Regions from separate parts of the Cricetulus griseus genome. Here region 1 is linked to region 2. The links are chromatin contacts, called in public Hi-C maps. All regions are on one chromosome and are shown on one strand. Each heading gives the region's core, a stretch centred on a gene start, on an enhancer-like site or on the middle of the called end of the contact. The rest is flanking DNA. Distances are from core to core; before and after follow the strand shown. Region 1 has its middle 48 kb from the start of Ackr4. Region 2 holds the start of Acad11 (acyl-CoA dehydrogenase family member 11).

Region 1 (2,738 bases), core at 176-2,675, 89 kb after region 2:
CTGGGCCAGCGAGACAGCTCAGCAGATAAAGGGGATGACTGCCACAAGGCCTGATTGTCTGAGTTTGATCCCTGGGACTCTTGTGGTAGAAGGAGAGAATCAAGTGAAAGCTGTCCTGAGATCTCCAGTTGAGTGCCATGGTACACACATGGGCATAATAACAAGCACATTAAATAAATATGTTGGGGAAACACACAGAATCAGTTGACTTGAGCTAGTGAGAGACTACTGAGTCAGGTCTGACAAATGGGGAACCTGCCTAAGACTGAACTAGACTCCCTTAATATAGGTGTGACTGGGACAATATATGAGACCACTGGCAGTGGGTCCAAGATCTAACACTAATGCAGAAACTGACTTAGTGGAGCCCATTCTACATGGAGAGATACCTTGCTCAGCCTAGACACAGGGATGTGGGGTTGGGGAGATGCCTTGGTCCTGCCTCAATGAGATGATGGGACAGACTTAGTAGACTTCCTAGGGAGGCCTTACCCTCTCCGAGGAGCAGATGGGGTGTGTGGGGGGGAGTGGGAGGAGAGCAGGGAGGGGTAACTGGGATTTGAATGTAAAAAATAAATAAAAAAGAAATAGTTTAAAAATTATAAACCTTTTTAACTTTGAGAACAAAAGAATTCTGCTTCCCAAAGTGGCATCCTGCTGTCTGGAGGATAAAAATATTTTTCTCTGAATGATGGATTCCACTTTCTGTGTGCTGTTCTCCCTTTGCTGCCCCAGCAGGCCCTTCCTGTTTGGCCCCAGTCACATTCATGCTCTCAGGCTGGAAGATTACACCTGTCAGCACTTACACCAGGGTCTCACTGCCACCATGTTCCACCCTGCCTTTAGGAAAGTCCCTGCTGCAGGAAGGGTGTGGCTATCACTCAGTTCTCTATCTACCGATAATGGCTTCTGCTCCCAGCTCCATTGCTCGGAACTCTGACCTCGCCTTGATCCTCCACGGCTCACAAGACAGGTTCATGCTCAGTCTTAATCTTGACACTGCCTGGAACTCATTCCATTTCCTGCCTTGGGATGCTGAGAAATTTGAGAGATGCATATGAAAGGAACTTGTGGATCACGTAAAATAACCTATGACTGGCGCTTGAGCAAAAACTCTAATCAAAGTGATTTTCCTGAATTTAGGCAAAATTAAATATTTATAGAATTACTTCCATCTGACCTTTCCTTTTAAAGGCAAATGACTCATTCTTCCAGTGACTCAAACCACATCTCCATAAACTGCTCTTTGAAACAAAACAGAACCAATAAAACCTAAGGGGGCAAAGCTCCTTTTTTCTTTGTGCAGCAGCCATGGAGTGAGGCAATGTTCTTTGCCAGGACTATGCTTTATGTACACTATCCTGAACAACTGAAAACTCCTGCATGCTATGATAACCACATAATTCTGTGATAGAAACCGCATGCCTTTGCAATGTCAAAAATGTCGTCATTCTTATTTGTGTATGTAACCAGGCTTTCCGTGACCAGTCCTGGGTTTCTTATACAAACAACAGCAATGTATGTATCCTCTTTTATAAGCTCTATAGTAAAAATGTTTCTAACTTGCCACTCCCATTTCCTCCACACTGTGCTGTGACCTACCTGAGTCTCTGAATTAAAACAGTTAGTGGATATCTGTTAATGCAAATGTGAAGTTCTTTGTTTTCTAAAATGAATAAGTATTAAAAAAAAACACACCTTGTAAGCCCAGGGGGAATGCAAAGGAACTGGAGACCTCTCAGATATTTCTGCTAGTGAGGGAGAGACTGTTCCCTGATGTAATGGTTTTAATTGTCTACTTGACACATTAGAGTCACCTTGGGAGTTTCAGTGAGGGATTGTCTAAATCAGGTTGACCTGTGGACAAGCCTGGAGATTGTTTTAATTAAGTCAAATAATGTGGGAAGATCCAGCCCACTATGGGCAACACCATTCTTTAGGCAGGGGTGGGGCATAGGTCCTGAACTGTATAAACATACCCACTGGGAGTTTATGAATTAGGCACAGTAAGATTGATAGTTATAATATACTCTGATAAATGTTGTGAATATGGTCACTCATAAAATATTGTACTGTTTTAGCTTTTCACTTAGAGCAGTGGTTCCCAATCTGTGGGTTGAGGCCCCTTTGGGTCGAATGACCCTTTCTCGCTGTGGTTGCATATCAGATATTTACATTTCAATTCGTAACAGTAGCAAAATTACAGTTACGAAGTAGCAACGGAGTAATTTTATGGCTGGGGGTCAGCACAACATGAGAAACTATATTGACGTGTCACCACAAGAGGATACACTGTGGATATTCTAGCTGAGGGATGAATCCCACTCAGGGGTAGAAGAGTAGAGGGGCTTGAGACTTTACTGTGTAAAATGTTTTATTTTATTGTCTACTCAACCTGATCAAGAATCACCAAAAAGAAAGGCCTGTGTGGGATTTTTCAAGTTCAGGTTAATTAAAATAGGAAGGCCAGATGGAACTATGGAAGGCATCACTCCATGGACTGGGATTCTAGACTGCACAAAAAAGATGAGAGCGAGAGAGCATCAGCATGTGTTGCTCTCTGCTTTCAGTTTTGGACACAATGTGACTTATGTCCTCCAAGGCTCAGCCAAGACAAACCCTGCTGTAAATGCTCTGGTGAATTATTTTGTCACAGAGACAAGAAAAGCAACTACTGTAATATATCATGTAGCTCTGAAAGGAATGTGATTCAAAACTGACTTGTTTATTTCTGTAAC
Region 2 (2,864 bases), core at 145-2,644:
TAAACTCACTCAGTCTTGGTGCAGAGACCTTCCCTTAACCACAGCTCTGTATTCCCCCTCATAAATCACTCAGCCCTTTTAAGGAGAGCAAAGGACAGGAGTAAGCCGGCCTAGCAAAGTCGATAGTCAGAGATGTTCCTGAGCTCCCTGGTCACTAACTCTCCCTCGCCCTGCTTCATCTAAGTTACACAGAAAGGCCTTTCAGAAACTGTGTCTATCATTCGCAGCTTCACATAAGATGCTATGTTATGACAGAGTTTACTGGCAATCAGCCTTATGCAGAGCAAGGTAGACTACATAGACAAGGGTAACAGGAAACTGGGCACAGGCCAGTGGGCACAAGAGCTGCACCATATGGATGCCTGGCTTGGATTTTTTTATTAAAATAAAATATCATTTTTCCTGTTTGCAAGTGGAAGGGGTCTCACTACACAGCCCAAGTTGGTTTAGGGCTCATTATGTAGCCCAGGCTGGCCTGGAACTCGCGGCACGCCCCCCCCACCCACTCCCCCACCTCACCCTACCGAATGCTGGCATCAACCACGAGCCACTACGCTCGGCAAGGATTATCTTCTGACTCCACAGCAAGAAAGGATCACCTGTAGGGATTGGAGTCCACCACCTCGGAGCTCATCTTCTCGATGCGGGTCCGGCCGCCCGCGGCCTGCCGGCTTCTCTCCCGGGCGAGTTCTTGCTCCAGCTCCTCAACCCGCTGCCGCAGCTGCTCCACCGACTCGGCCATGGCTGGGCCCCCGCCGGCCGCCGCTCCCAGCCTGGGCCTCCGTCGCCGCCGCCGCCCCACGCTGCTCCGATGGACCCACGAAGAGCAGGCTAGGGACTAGGTGCAGCCTTCCGGATGCCGACAGCCGGGGAAGACGCTGCAGGCATCCCAGAGAGACACGTCTCCGCCACGCCCGCCGGTCTTCCGGCGCGCCACTTCCGGTGCTTCACCGCCATGGCTCCCCTTGACCAAAACGCTCCTCAAGACAGTTCTTCTCTAGAACCGCTAAGCCAGGTCGCAGCAGGGCCAGCGTCGCGTGTGTCCAGATCAGGATGACAGCCACTCTGCCTTTCTAACCTAGGAGGCCGTGAGGAACACCGAGGTCTTTTACTCCCGGACCCAGGGTCCTGGCGGACCCTCTTCATAACCGGACCTCACAGGCCTTCCGCCTGATGCGTCGTTGACACTAGGGTGGCTGATATGTCTTCACTCGCCCGAGTGGCGTTTGTGACCTTGTTTTTCTATTAAAATCGAGACACACACACCCCTGCAGCTCTGACGCTGATAGAGAATTCTAAGTTGGGGCCCACAGCAGGCGCTCCCTTCGTTTCTCCGCCAGAGCCCAGGTCACCACGCTCAACCTTGCCCGCACAGCTTAGCAGCGCCTCGCAGAGTCCAGGCGATTGGCTGCCGCTAAGCCCCGCCTTGGCCACGCCTCCAAGCTCTGTGTTGTTTCTGCCTCCGTGCAGTCTCTGTGTCCTCTGTGGATTCTTCATCTCTGTACCCTGGGACAGCAGTGGCAATCATGGAGAGGAATGTCACCAGTGACACCGTGGAAGTGTTACCCCAGCACAAGTTCGACATCAGGTCCCTGGAGGCCTACCTGAATCAGCATTTGCCTGGCTTTGGGTCACATCCCCGGGCTGTGCTGACCGTAACTCAATACAGGTATCTATCGTAGTCTTCGCCTCCAGCTGGAGCAAGTCTGTGCTTGGTGCTTTTCTTTTTCTTCTTCTAGCCCTGGGTAGGTTTCGCATTTGCCATTTGCGATTTGTTACCATGCAAGGACACTTCCTGTATTGCTTGTCCTTGACTCCCAGGCTAGTTTGAATTAGAGAGCAGTAGTAGAAGCTCAGTGCCCATTATGCAATGCAATCTTTTTTTTTTTTTTTTTTTTTTTTGGTTTTTCGAGACAGGGTTTCTCTGTGTAGCTTTGGAGCCTATCCTGGCACTAGCTCTGGAGACCAGGCTGGCCTCGAACTCACAGAGATCCGCCTGCCTCTGCCTCCCGAGTGCTGGGATTAAAGGCGTGCGCCACCAACGCCCAGCTATGCAATACAATCTTTTTAAGGACTAAAATCATTTGCCTAATTCACTGAGATGAATGAAGCTGGACACTTTTGGAAAAATAGATGCCTTCCGTGACCTTTTGTGCTACAATCTGAAGATATTTTCTGAAGGGCTGGTGGCATTTTGTTTAATTGACCTTAGCTGCCTGCAGCTAGGTTAATAACACTACCTGAAGTATACAAATTCAGATTCTAGCCTTTCCACTTAGCCATATTAAGCACCACTTTAGGCCCAAGTTCTATAAGCAAGGAAATTAAACTGGATGAGATGACCCTGAGAGTACCTGTCTCCTCTGACATGTGAATCTGACTTAAATTTGATGTTTTGCAATAGTTTTTCATTTTTATATGGTTGCAGTATAAAACCATTTATAAAACCATTTTGGTTTTATACAGTCCCAGTAAACTGTGGCTGGCCTTTCTATCTGGGGGTTTAAGTGTAACATAAATTCTGGGACCAAAGTTTCTTTCTTGTAACATTTGCCTGTTCCCATTAGTCTTGATAAGGAAATTAAGTAATGCAGGTGAAAGGACTTAAGCATTGAAATATCTGTGTGGAGATGGAGTCTTTCACTTCTGAAAATAATGCTTTGTGCTATAAACAGACTAAAACAGATCAAAGTTCAGATGTTAATGGTTAGTCCACTTCATGTGGAATTTGGCCAGCTTGTGATTTGAGCATCCCATCCTGCTTTGGGACAAAGGTTATATATCCTCAGGCTACTGTGGTCCTGTGTTGATTTAAAAATAATTCTGAATTAAGTTATGTTCACCACAATCATGCTCAAAAAATG

The links. A called contact is a pair of places that touch in the nucleus more often than the background predicts.
Region 1: a Hi-C map of fibroblasts shows a contact between it and region 2, with 2.2 times the contacts expected there. The contact joins the enhancer-like site here to the promoter of Acad11 in region 2. A contact is called at or near these places in 3 of 8 Hi-C or Micro-C datasets (the CHO-K1 cell line and fibroblasts).

The regions. Positions count from the first base shown.
Region 1 is chr4:212,405,371-212,408,108 of CriGri-PICRH-1.0, forward strand. No RefSeq gene overlaps it. Among named protein-coding and RNA genes, the nearest start is that of Ackr4, 48 kb to the left of the region's middle. Within about 2 kb of position 1,426, at least 1 of the 6 cell types and tissues checked has open chromatin away from gene starts, as enhancers often do. A contact at or near this core is called in fibroblasts, where this site is marked.
Region 2 is chr4:212,316,790-212,319,653 of CriGri-PICRH-1.0, forward strand. Acad11 (acyl-CoA dehydrogenase family member 11) reads left to right here and starts at 1,395. Exons shown (of 20, transcript XM_027414346.2): 1 at 1,395-1,669. The coding sequence starts at 1,527. Uba5 (ubiquitin-like modifier-activating enzyme 5) reads right to left here and starts at 896. Exons shown (of 13, transcript XM_027414348.2): 1 at 600-896. The coding sequence starts at 742.